Regions from separate parts of the Zea mays genome. Here region 1 is linked to region 2. Evidence: chromatin contacts called from public Hi-C data. All regions are on one chromosome and are shown on one strand. The core of a region is the stretch at or near the end of the contact, and the rest is flanking DNA. Distances in the headings are between cores, read along the strand shown. Region 1 holds the start of LOC103645752 (choline transporter protein 1). Region 2 holds the start of LOC100283372.

What was found. Hi-C and Micro-C count contacts between places; a contact is called where the count stands out from the background.
Region 1: a Hi-C map of bundle sheath shows a contact between it and region 2, with 2.2 times the contacts expected there. The contact joins the promoter of LOC103645752 here to the promoter of LOC100283372 in region 2. A contact is called at or near these places in 12 of 25 Hi-C or Micro-C datasets (bundle sheath, ear, endosperm and 5 more) and 1 of 3 datasets of contacts at active chromatin or transcription factors (seedling).

What each region holds. Positions count from the first base shown.
Region 1 is chr2:1,519,502-1,525,719 of Zm-B73-REFERENCE-NAM-5.0, reverse strand. It overlaps LOC103645752 (choline transporter protein 1), which reads right to left and starts at 3,732. Exons shown (of 10, transcript XM_008670454.3): 1 at 3,129-3,732; 2 at 1,449-1,807; 3 at 1,181-1,326; 4 at 755-938; 5 at 567-640; 6 at 373-486; 7 at 1-256. The coding sequence starts at 3,331.
Region 2 is chr2:1,374,614-1,380,672 of Zm-B73-REFERENCE-NAM-5.0, reverse strand. It overlaps LOC100283372, which reads left to right and starts at 3,316. Exons shown (of 7, transcript NM_001369661.1): 1 at 3,316-3,601; 2 at 4,209-4,276; 3 at 4,389-4,502; 4 at 4,612-4,774; 5 at 4,856-5,002; 6 at 5,079-5,139; 7 at 5,416-5,802. The coding sequence starts at 3,527. The coding sequence ends at 5,105. It overlaps LOC100282403, which reads right to left. Exons shown (of 7, transcript NM_001371864.1): 7 at 6,028-6,059.

The DNA.
Region 1 (6,218 bases), core at 2,483-4,982, 140 kb before region 2:
AGTGAAATAGAATGGCAATGCTGATATGAGGGGTGTAATGGATGCTGTACCCACAGCAGTTGTCACAATTTACTTTTCCCAGCTTCAGATCATATGAACAACAATCAGTATTGCAATCATTTCGGACAACTTGACCAGAGCTGAAGAGATGGAGTGTAGCAGAAAACCAGAACATATACAAGATAGAAAGGATCAGGCACGGCAAAAGTGGAAAAGCTATCAGTGCCTGAACTTCACCAATGACCTTTGCAGCAACCTGAAGCCATGTGTAATGGTTATTGGTAGGAGCTATCAGCTATCACATTCGAAATATAGAGGTGATTATTAATGCCCCTATGCAATACTTGTCATGTATCCAACGATTTTGCTTACCTTTAAGACAGGTGTTGCTATCAGTATACGGCGGACAATAGCTATTGAGGACAGGAAAGCAATGATCATTACTGCTGTCATTAGGATTGTAATAGTATGAAGGTGACTTATTTCCTGGCAAGAAGATGGACTATAAGATTTCAAGCAGAAGCAGATATGTCTTGCAACAGATTGATTCAGATGGAGATACTTACCCGTCCACTTATGTGAACATATGGATCACTTTCACCAATGACAACAGTTAAGGGGTCATTGCCTATCCAGCCAGCTGAATGTTTGATGCAGCAGTTGCAGGAAGTGAACCATGGATTAGGTATGTGTGCAAAAAGCTTTCTTTGTGAATAAATACCTTGTAACTAGGAAGTGGAGCAGTGAATCATACCTTTGATGTAAAAGAACATCGTTACAGATATAACAAGGGCATTGAAGAGGACTACTGTAATCCAAGTCATGGCAGCAACGAAATAACGAATCATAAGCAACCAGATAACTGACAGGAAAACAGGGAGAATTCCACCACAAACGATGAACACAGGCCAGGACTTCCCAATGTCTGCAATATATCTCTGCAGTAGAGGATAAACCAATTGAAGTATGTAACATGCTATATACATTAGGCCGCAGCAGGATTTTCTTTAAATGCAACAGAATAGTTATCAATCTTGAGTTGAGCAGGAATTTGACATGTGTAGTTTAAAGCAAATTCAGGATGAACCATTTGTCATTTGATGCCATACAAAACAGGAACGCTTTGTGAAGATAAAAATGATTAGGCAGGCAAGAAAAATATACCAAAAAGTTTACAAACCTTTAATACAGCAGATCTAGAATCGATGGCCTTGTGCACTGTTTTATCAATGAGGATATTTTCATCAATGCTGACACCACCCGTCTCATGCCAGTGCTTCAAAGAAACATTGGATGCACGTGCAATAAATTGGCAGCTCCAATAGACTAAAGGGGAAGAAAATTGAAATGCTTATCTCACGGTTACAGTATGAATTTACAGAATAAATAAGTCATGCCACTCTATCTAACCCTTATAACTTTTAAAATGACGGCAGGATTAATATTACCATTTACAGTTGGAAATATTATAGGGTAGCATGGACCCTGGAGTTGAAGTGAGCTATTCTTCATGTCTGGTGTGAGAAACTCATAATAGTCATAGTCCCTATTGATCCAATCATCAACAGAGAGGTCTATGTTCCCTTCTGGATAATCACAAATATAGTTCAATCCATCTACAGCTGGATTTGGGCACTCCATCAGGCAGATGGCTTTGGCATCAGCCAGGTTAACCTTGCTGTTCTTGAGTCCACTTTGGTAGACTTGATTCGGATTCATCCAGTATCTAACATCCAGCTCCTGCAAATTTGGGTTGCCATGCTTATCGCCACAAACGTTCCCTTTGTAGTCCAGTTCATAAGTCAGCCTGTGTGGTCATAGCACAGGATGTTATCTTTTGTTAAACTGCCGTAGATGCAGAAATTAACAATATCGATCAATCTTCCATTACAGCCAGTCAGTCTGTTTGATAGTGCTTGGAGCTGCTTTCAGCTAAATATAAATCTTAACTGATGGAGCGGGAACTCCAACAACCAACCAGACATCAACAACAGTTGGTTGCATGGACAAAGACAGCACAAGCAACTAGAAAATAGCATCAGCATCTGGACCTAAAACACAACTGCTGCATAAGAAACATGTAATGGTGGTAAAATGGTGACTGGTGACAGCATACTGGTTGTATGAATACTCAAGAAGATCCACAACACTGGATTTTATCCCTAAAAACACATTGTTTAGGCCTTGTTCGGTTATTCCCATCATACATGTATTGGATGGGATTGGAAAAAATTTAGAAGAACTTTGACTTGCTTGGGATTTAAACTCACTCAATCCACATGGATTTAGAGCTAACCGAACAAGCCCTTATCAGGCCGGGCTTTCACCTGCTTTCTGCCTTTGAGAGAATATATGACCACCAACTTTCACCTGCTTTCTGCCTATGAGACCATAACTTTTTAGCTGTATCCTGTATTGCTGGGTTTTAGGTAGGCGATACAATTCCTTGGGCCACAAGCTCCTTTATACTAGTATAAGCAGTAAAGGCTCTATCTTTTTTTACTTCTTTCTTTCTTTCTTTCCTTCTTTCTTTTGCCTCTCTAAAGCTAAATCCGGTTAGACTAACGAAGCAAGACAAAGATTCGCTCCACACTACAAATAACATACTAGTAAGTAGTAACTAAGTGGTACACGTTGTATTGTAGGAGTATTCCTTAGGGGGTGTTTGGTTTCATTTTATTCTATTTTAGTTCCTAAATTATCAAATATAAAAACTAAAATAGAGTTTTTGTTTCCATATTTAGCAATTTACGAACTAAAGTGGAATGTTAGTCCCTAGATACCAAACACCCCTTTAGGCCATAGCAAGCAAGATCCGCAACTTTGGTAAATCCTCAACATTGCTTGTTGTTTCATTATTAGAGCAAGAACAAAATCCAGAGACAAGCGGTTTCACCCAATTTTGGTATCGATCTAATTTTCGGGAGCCTCCCACACTCCAAAAGCAGAGTTCTTGAAAAGTGTGTGTCTCTCAGTTCTCAAAGAGATGAGAGCAGCCGAAATTGAGGTGACCAAACTCAAAGCGAGTCGTCGCCGAGGCATCTCACAACCACCGGCAGCACCCAGGCTCAGCTAGGAAGATCGAGCGCAGATCTTGAGGGAGAGGGGGGGCAGCGAATCTGACTGACCTGAGCGGGTTGCCCTGGTTGAAGCCGAAGCTGGAGTTGACAATCATGGCGACCCAGAAGGCGGCGAAGAGCACGAGAACGGCGATGTCGCGGCACCTGCGGTCGTGGCGTATAATGCCGCCTCCGGCGCCGCCTCCCAGCTGCTCGTCGCCGCCGGCCGCCGACGGGTAGCGGCCGATGATCGCGCCGAGGGGCCCTCCCATTCCGCCGCCACCCGCGGCGCCTCCTTTGGTGCTCTCGCCTAGCCTAGATGCGTGCGCTAGCTCCTTGCTTGCTCGCTCGTGCTCGACTCGATTCGGATTCGGCGCGGTGGTTTTGGCGTGAGCGAGTGGGGAAGCGAGTGATCTGTGCCTGGTGCTGGTGGGGACTGGGAGTGAACAGTGGAGAGTGGAGGGGAGGCAGCGAACAGCGAGGGGCAGCAGGAAGAGAGGTTTTGGGCTTTTCCTACCCGGCCGCCGGCCTGTCCTGTGAAAAGGAGGTCCGCCACTTTCTGGTCGGCTGCTCTGCACGGCGCCTCAGCCCTCAGTCACATGCGCTCCACCTACCCGCAGCGTCGCGTTCATGAGTCACTCACCGCAGTCAATGGATTTGGACGACGGTCCGTGTTACTGTGGTCGAGATGGATCCGGATATTTATTTGGATGTTAAATTTTTTTTTCTTTTTTAATTGTAAATGAATAATATTTATAATTTACTATATAATTTATATTCTGAGTCCCTCACTCTATTTTATTATATTTTAACATCTAAATTGTAAATATTTATAGTTTTAGTTTCTGTATTTAGCAATTTATAGACTAAAATAAAATAAAATAGAGGGACTAAAAATTAATCACTATAAATTAAACACTCCCTAATAGATTCATACCGTATTTGATGTATGTGTTTATATTTGTGGCTAGATTCACTGCATTAGTTGAGTTTAAATATAGGTACGAGGATGGGTAAGGTGCTGAAAATAGCCTGAGATTGTGTATATTTGATTGTGTATGTTATCATGTAAAACATTGTTTTACACTATAGTACTATCTTTCCTTGCCACGTGGTGCCCTTAGACCTGCCCATGCGGTGGGGTCGGGTGTCGTTCTCCGTGTGGCCTAGAGACGTCGTACGTGTACAACGTCTTCATACTATAGAAGAGGGTACCCCTGATCCAGGGTACCGACAGTGGCCCCCGGGCCCGCCTCAGGGAGGATGCGAGCCTGTAGGTGGGGGCAGAGTCTGATTAGCGGTTGGCCTGCTGCTCCTGCGCGCCTGTTGACGCAATTACTACCGGCCTGCCTATGGTCATGCCGACTGCCACGCTTATTCCCACGGTTGACTGGCCCGTGGCCTTCGTACCTAATGTCACTGTTGGGCCATGCATGAGATGCCTTGAGTCGCTGCACTGGTTCTGAAAACTTATCTTTTCAGTCTTCCGCGACGGCCCCGAGAAGACGTGGTATTGGCGCGAGCGGCGGTGTGATTTTTCCGCACCCAGTAACCGGCGCGCCTGTTGCTTGACGTGTGGGCCTGGGCCCCCATGTTGGACCACTGGTTGCAGCGAAACTGAGGGGGGCGCACAACCGCGGGGCGTTTGTACGCTTCCTGCGTGGCGGTTCGCCTTTTTGACCGCTGGTTGCCTCGAAAATGAAGGGGTGCATAACCACGGGGCAGTTGCACGCTCCTTGTGCGGTGGTTCGCCTTCTTCATGCTTCGGGCCAGTTTGTATGACATGTGGGGCCTGGCCCCCGTGTCATAGGGTGGGAACCCTGGTGCACGTCAGGGGAGACTTTGCCCGTGACGCTTCGGGGCGCGAGTGGGGAAATCTGCCTTTAAAAAGGGGTCGATCTCCCGGGCAGTAGCCATGCCTCGCTCCTCTTGCATTCATCGCGCCCTTCCGCCTTCCAGGCCTCCAGATGAGGTGCATCGGTGTTTTCTAGAGGGATCCACGTCAGGGCCACCTCCTCCGGCGATCTCACCGCCGGAGAGCTCGCGCTCATGGTGGTGTTGTCGATCTTGTCTTCTTCTTGCTGTTGTGAGAGGAGCGCAACCCCGTGGGGGTTGGCGCTGTTCCGCCATCGCTCGGCTTAAAGGATTTTCATCATGCAGCTCGGCTGCAATCTCTCGCTAGTGGTCATCTAGAGGGATGACCACCAGCCTTGTGGTGGAGAGAAGCGAGTCGGGCTGTGGCCTCCCCCTGCCCTCAACTTCAAGGATGTTCATCATCCGCACTAGGGAGGAGGGCGAGCCGAGCTAGGGTCCTGCCTTCCGTATGGGCTGGCGACCCGCTTCTTCCTCCAGCATTCAGGGGAGAAGCGCGTCCACCAGCCTTGCGGAGGAGGCGAACCTTGGGTACACGGGGCCGGCCGGTTGCAGGCGCCATCAGCTGCCGCGTGCCCGGTTCCTCGGCTTGGGTGGCTTCGGCGCCGCCTCCGACGCTGCCTCCTGCCGTTTGGTTGGGGCGTGGTTGTCCGTCCACCGCACGAGCGACGGTCGCGCCGTGCGCAGGTCCGCCACATCCATGACGTCTCCCGCGCCGCCGATCGTACTGCTCTGACGTCGCCCCGGAGGGTTGTACAAGATGTCGTAGGCCGTAAGGGGTGGCGGCCGCGTTCTTGGATGGTCTTGTCCTCACTCCCGTGGGAGGACGGGAGCGAGGACCTCTTTGCGCATGCTGAGGCAGCCGCCGCCTACCGGTGCAGAGGTGGCCGCTGTCGTCGGTGCTAAGGTGGTCGCCGCCGCTGGTGAGGCTGCCCATTGCAGAGGTGGTTGCCTTCGCTGGCGAGACCATCAGTGCCACCTACCGCCGAGCCCCCAACTCTTTGGCTTTAATGGCCTCGTTGTCGCCCCCCGTAGGAAGACGGGGGCGAGGACCTTTTCGCAATGGCGCACACGCTGGGGTGATCGCCACTGCTGGTGAGTCGTCGGTGCAGAGGTGGTCGCCGCTGTCGGTAGGGATGGCAATGGGTACATACCCGTCGGGTAGTACCATTCCATACCCGTACCCATCAAAAAAAATTCTACCCGTCAGGTTACCCATATATACTCGCGGGTATAAAATCTTACCCATACCCGTACCCGCGCGAGTACTTTTACCCGTCGGGTAAC
Region 2 (6,059 bases), core at 2,067-4,566:
AATATTTGTGTTGGGCATTCAACCACCAAAATTATTTATAGGAAAAGGTTAAACCCTATTTTCCTTTCAGATTTGACCCAGGGTTTATTCGTATGGAGTGCTCAGTGACTTCCCTCGGGATGCCCTTCATGTCAAAGGGTTTCTAGACAAAAAAATCTTTTCTGTACGGAGAAAGTCGACGAGCGCGCTTTCCTATTTTGGAGGAAGGCTAGAGCCGGTACGTACCATCCACATATCAGTGCACTTAGGGTCCAAGGGTATCTTCTTTACATCGTTCACTGGTTTGAAGGTCGGACCGATCCTTTTCACGTCGTGCGGTTGTTCGTCCGTGGCCTGCAATATCCCCAAGAGCTCCTGCTTGGTGGTGGTTCCCTTAGTTAGGTCGCATCACTTGACCTCGCATTCGTACGCGTGGCGTACCATGGTGCCCATAATGATGGTGCCTATGGGGCCCGACATTTTGGGCTTCTGGTAAGTGTAGTTGGGGATGGCCATGATCTTCGCGTAACAAGCTCGCCCAAGAATGGCGTGACATGTCCCTTGAAATCCGACCACTTCGAAGTGAGGGTCTCAGTCCTGAAGTTGGTCAGCGTCCGGAAGGTTGTAACCGGGAGGTCAATTCGCTCGAGCGGGGTCACCCGCTTTCCCAGGATGACCTCGTGAAAGGGTCCTCCCGTTGGTCGGAGGTGGCCTGGTCTAAGCCCATGACGTCGAGCGTAGCAGGGTAAAGGATGTTGAGCCCGTTCCTCCATCCATCAACACCTTCGTAAGTCGTACCGACCCCATGATGGGACCGACAATGAGTGGGTATCATCCGGGTCGGGGGATATGCTTCGGGTTGTCGGCGCGATCGTAGGTGATGGGTTTAATGAGGACATGATCGAGAGCAACTCAATCCTTTTGTACACAAAACTTACTGGAAAGGGACACATGCTCATTAGTAATTGTTCCAAAAAAGTCTGAATGTTCATTACATTTCTTCAAAAGTCTGAATAGAATATCTGAAGGAACACATATGCAAATTAGTAACTGTTCTATGATTTAGTTGTTTACTTGTTCGACAGGCCTGTATTATATATCTCCATAGTATTTAAGTCCCCCTTTGCTTCTATCATAGGCAGTTTGCACAATGTGGTTTATTTCCCTTTAATTAATTGCAGGCTGCATTGTTTAACTAGACTGAAATTGCTCTTGTTTTCATGGACCATAGCGGCAAATGTTGAAAGCAAAAATGGGCAAGGTAGGTTCCTTTTACTGTTCATAAGCCTATTTTGTGTGGTAACATTGTTGATGTTTGTTACTAAATCACTGTCATCCAAGTGTTCCTATAATCGATTAATCGAAATTGCTGTCAGGAACACCCTCCCAGTCTATTGTTCGAATTCTAATTTGCCCCCAAGCACTCGAAAAAATGTTCACTATAAAGCAAAGGAGGAGCGAGTATGCACGGATGGCAAAGTGGCTTGAGTTCCATGATCAATTGTCATCACCATCAGTTACTCACCCAATTTTGAAATTGAAGTAGAGATAGTTATCTCAGTGTGTGGAACTGCTAACCTCATCAATCAATACGTTGCGTAGGGGAACCTCCTTTGGACTAAGCTCCAGCAATGCTACAGTACAAAATGCAACAACTGATGGAGGAGCTTGCGCCTTCGAATAGACCACTAGGGTGATGCTAACTCTTCTATCACTGATTTACATCAGGTGAATTAGTGATGCTAACTCTTCCAATTACTATTTGATCGATAGGTTTAATGAAGACATGATCTAGAGCTTTGGTTATCGTTCTACTGACAAGAAAGATGTTGACGACAAAAAGGATTGAGTGTTTCAGCTGACGAAGTACGTAATGCAGTTATGGAAGGTTAATAGATGAACCACTCAAGATTTTCTTATTCATTCTAGATTTCATTTGATCGTACTACTTGTCACTTAAGTAATGGACATGAGCAGTTTTTCTGCAGATTTGACTGAATCAATGATAAAAGGTTTAGTGTTTGGCATTCTTACTTCTAATAGCCCCAATCTAAAGTGATTGGTGTTGATAATCATGCAATTTTTTCTTCGTGTTTCTATTTCTCCTGTATGCTCTAGGCATATTGTGCACTAACATTTTATCAAATGATAATCTATGTGTCGTTGCAACGTACGTGCAACTAACTAGTAATAATACTAATCATGGACACAACCTCCTGTCGAGATAACTACTCATGACATAGCTTCCATTCGTGATTGTAGATTTGGATCGATTTTGTTCTTATGCGCTTCACCCCACTGCCATGCCCGGAGATCCCACACCACTACATCAGCCAGGTTCTTGGTGTAGAGCGCCTGCTTTGCCTCCATGGGCCCTCGTTGAAATAGCACACCCTGCAGAGCATGCCGACACATGAGCTCCTTGGGCATGCTGCAGAGAGGACAACAGAGGCGACAAAGAAATGATGTCGTGGTGGAAGATGGACGGGACAGACTCGAAACCATAGTCTACCAGGCTTTTCGCCCCCAACTTGGTGTCATCGAACGCCTGCAACCCGTGCCAGTGGTCGTCGATGTAAACATTGTCCTTGGTGGCGGTCGAAGCCATTTTTGCAGCGATGGGCAGGGGGCCTTCGGTCAGCGGGGGAGAGGACGCGTGACGACGAGGAGTGGGACCAGCTGAGGCATAGGAGGAGCGGCAGCGACGACGGATAGGATTGGGAGAACAAGGGCGTGCGGAAAGTTGCGCACGGAAGGATAGTTTTTTCGCACGCGGGAAGATGGGGTCAATAAATAGGATCTATTGGAGGGTTGTTTTATTTTATTTTTCCTAAATTAAATATTCAGGAATATTGGGATCAGTTAGAGCATCTCTAAACGACTAGCTAAATGGTCTGTCAAGCCAAATTTTGGCTATTGATTTACTAAACAACGAAATAACTATCCAACAAACTAGTTATCAGACTCACCAATCTATCTGACTTTTCAAATTGGCTTCTTCACTGGTACTTGGCTAGCCACTTTGACTAGCCAAACTAGATATATATTGTGTTGGACTGAGAGATGCTACATATAGAATGTAATATTTATGATAAGTTAAATAAATAGTTAAATAAAGAGTTAAAAATGAAGAGTCATTTGAGATGCTCTTATACCTATTTTAGCCTCGCAGAAGCCTTGTAGTTATAGAGTAGAGAAACAGGGAAAAGGAAAAAGAAAAAAACCCTAAAAAAGATATGGAGAAAAAGGAAAAAAAACCACAAGCCCAATCAGCCCAACACGTTAAACCTAACTGCCTCTCCTGTCTCCCAGTCTCTCGCCGCTCGCCTCTCAGCCGCCGCGTGCCTCCCAGTCTCCCGCCCTCGCCTCTCTCTTCCTCTCCTCTCTCCCTGCGCGCCGCCGCCGTGCCTCGCCTTGCCCAGAGACTAAGGCGCCAGGATAGTATAAATTTAGTTCACGTGATTGTGGACTTCTCGCCTTTTGGATTCAACATTTTCTGCTTCTCAGCTCTGGAATACAGAAGTGCCATTGTGGGCTCAAGAGGATAATGTACGGGAGGCGTGCATCGCAGCTGCTGAAGGAGATCGACTCCTCTGAGGCTGGCCAGCTCGTGCCATTCAACGTAATTCCAGCTTCTGTACTCACTTGTGGTTACGAATTTGGAATCATAGGGAATGCTGCTTGTATCTCGTTTATGTCTATTACAAGCCGCAATTTTGTATTATCTGATGTGTTCTGTGTTCGATGGGTGAATTGAGTGTCGAAAAACTCCTATATCCTCAGTTGAAAGTTTTACTTTACTTCCGTGGTAGTCTGGTAGCACCTCAAAAATCATAAACCGTCAGATCAAATATTGTTGGTTTGGCTGACAGATGTGCCTGCAATTGTGTGCCTTTTAAATTCTTCTCCCTTCTAAACATGTTAGTTAGTACGTGCCATCTAGATTTGGAAAAAAATCATATGGGACCTGGTTTAATTCTCTATCAAGTTAAACCCTACCCATACATATGAATTTAGATAAAAAAAGATCACTACATGTTTCATTAATTCATAATCATATTTTTACCATGTGGGTACTACTTTGTCATTATATAGTGCCAGAAAACCTAAAATGGTTCGAAATATTTTATACGTACTACTTTTCCATTGTCAGAGGCAGCGTGACTTTGATAGCCACAGTTCCTTTTTAGTTTCTTTGGTACATAACATGCAATCTCTGAAATGTGCAGAGTGACGTGTTTGATCAAGTGATTAGAGAGTGCAATGAGCACAACTCACAATTTCAATCGTTGATCAGGTAAATTTTACCCTACTAGAATGTTGGGTTGCTGACCATCTTGATTCAAATTTACCCTGATTGATAGGCGTTTCAAATGCACAGTTTACTGACTAGGCCTGGTTTAGTACAGGAAAATGGTGGAGCAAAACTTAGATATCGAGACAACTAGAAATGAAGATCACTATGGTGCAGCTATCCACCATCTTTCCCTGCTCCGTAACAAAAGATGCCTTATGGCTTACATGTACAAAACTAAAAGTTCACAGCTGAGCTAACTTTCTGTTTTATGCTGATAATACATGATTAAAATTGAATTCGTGTGTACTGAAGCTGAAAGAATTACATCCAAACAGGTACAACCGAGCAGAAGTTATCCAGAGTTTTAGATGGAAAATTGGCCCTGTGCTTCCTCATGACATACAAGAAAAGCTCCATTTCTCAGAAAAGGAGTACTTCAAGAACCACTCTGCAGCCATTAAATCATACATATCAGAGATGGATATAGATTTGACAGTGGTACGGAGTTTTTTCCCCTTTTTCTATTTCTTATGCTTTCTTAGGGATGAAATCCCAGACTCCTTATACCTTTTATTACAGGACATGGTTCCTCCCAAGGATCCTTACATTCAGGTTCGGGTGCTGGAGGACATTGGTGAAGTATCGCTCGGTGACCATTCTGTGTCATTGACCAAGAACTCACTCCATTTCCTAAGGCGCACAGACGCTGAACAGTTTATATCACAGGTTTGCTCTCTGTTTCTTTGTGATGACCTTGTATCACTGTCCCCTTTGGTGATAATATGATGCGAGCTTACTACAGGGTCTTATGGAAGAATTTCTGGAGTAGGGATCACATGTATGAATGTATGATGGTACAATAGGTATGACTCATCATTGCATTTTTTATCTTACTTGAGATGTGTTTTCAGTGGTGCGGTAGTTCTGTAGTGTTCTTCAAGGGCCAAAGCTTACTTCTCTTAGATCAGTAAAGACATGATATTCCGTGCATATGGTTTGTTCCGCCGTTGCAGCTAAGCGCATAGATATTCGGTTTAGGGTGTTTATAGGTACCAACTTTGAAGTGTCTCCTGTACTTGGACCTGCTTCTTAAACTACGCATGTGTGAGCAGTGAGCTGATTATCTATTTATCTTTCAGGATGGTGCACTGCCCTCGTTCTCCCCAGCGATGCTGCCTGATGCCCTATTTGCAACAATGAAAAGACGCGTTCTGTACCAAGGAGCTTCTTAACTAGTCGCTGGACGATGATTTCGAAAGTTGTGCAGGCAGTCCTATACTAGATTCATTGCCTCTATTTACATGTGGATGACTTTTAGTTAGTGTGCCATCCAAGAAAGCAGATGTTGCAAACATTGTAACTTGTGTATTAACATTGGTTTTGCTGGTAGATTTCATATTTGTGTTTCCAAGATTCCATGTAATCAAGAAAAAAAATGAAATCTTGGTTGAAACAGTCTTTCACAGTGAGGAGTTAGTTTCATTTTATAGCTAACATGCAAGAGACAATATGTCTAGTTAACATTTCATCTATTTCTCCATTAATTGCTTGCCTCATCATCTAAACTGTTGACATGTCACATCATTTATTAATGAGAATGAAACCTTTATAAAACTGTCATTGAGAAACTTGATTCTCTTTTGTATTTCTTGCACTCAATGTGGTAATTAGGACAGACCACTTGTGTCTGTATGTATCACCTACCTAGGAGATGCTTGATTGGAAACCACCAGACGATGATGCTAGTTATATGTCCGCACATCCTTTTCTTCCCATTTGGGCT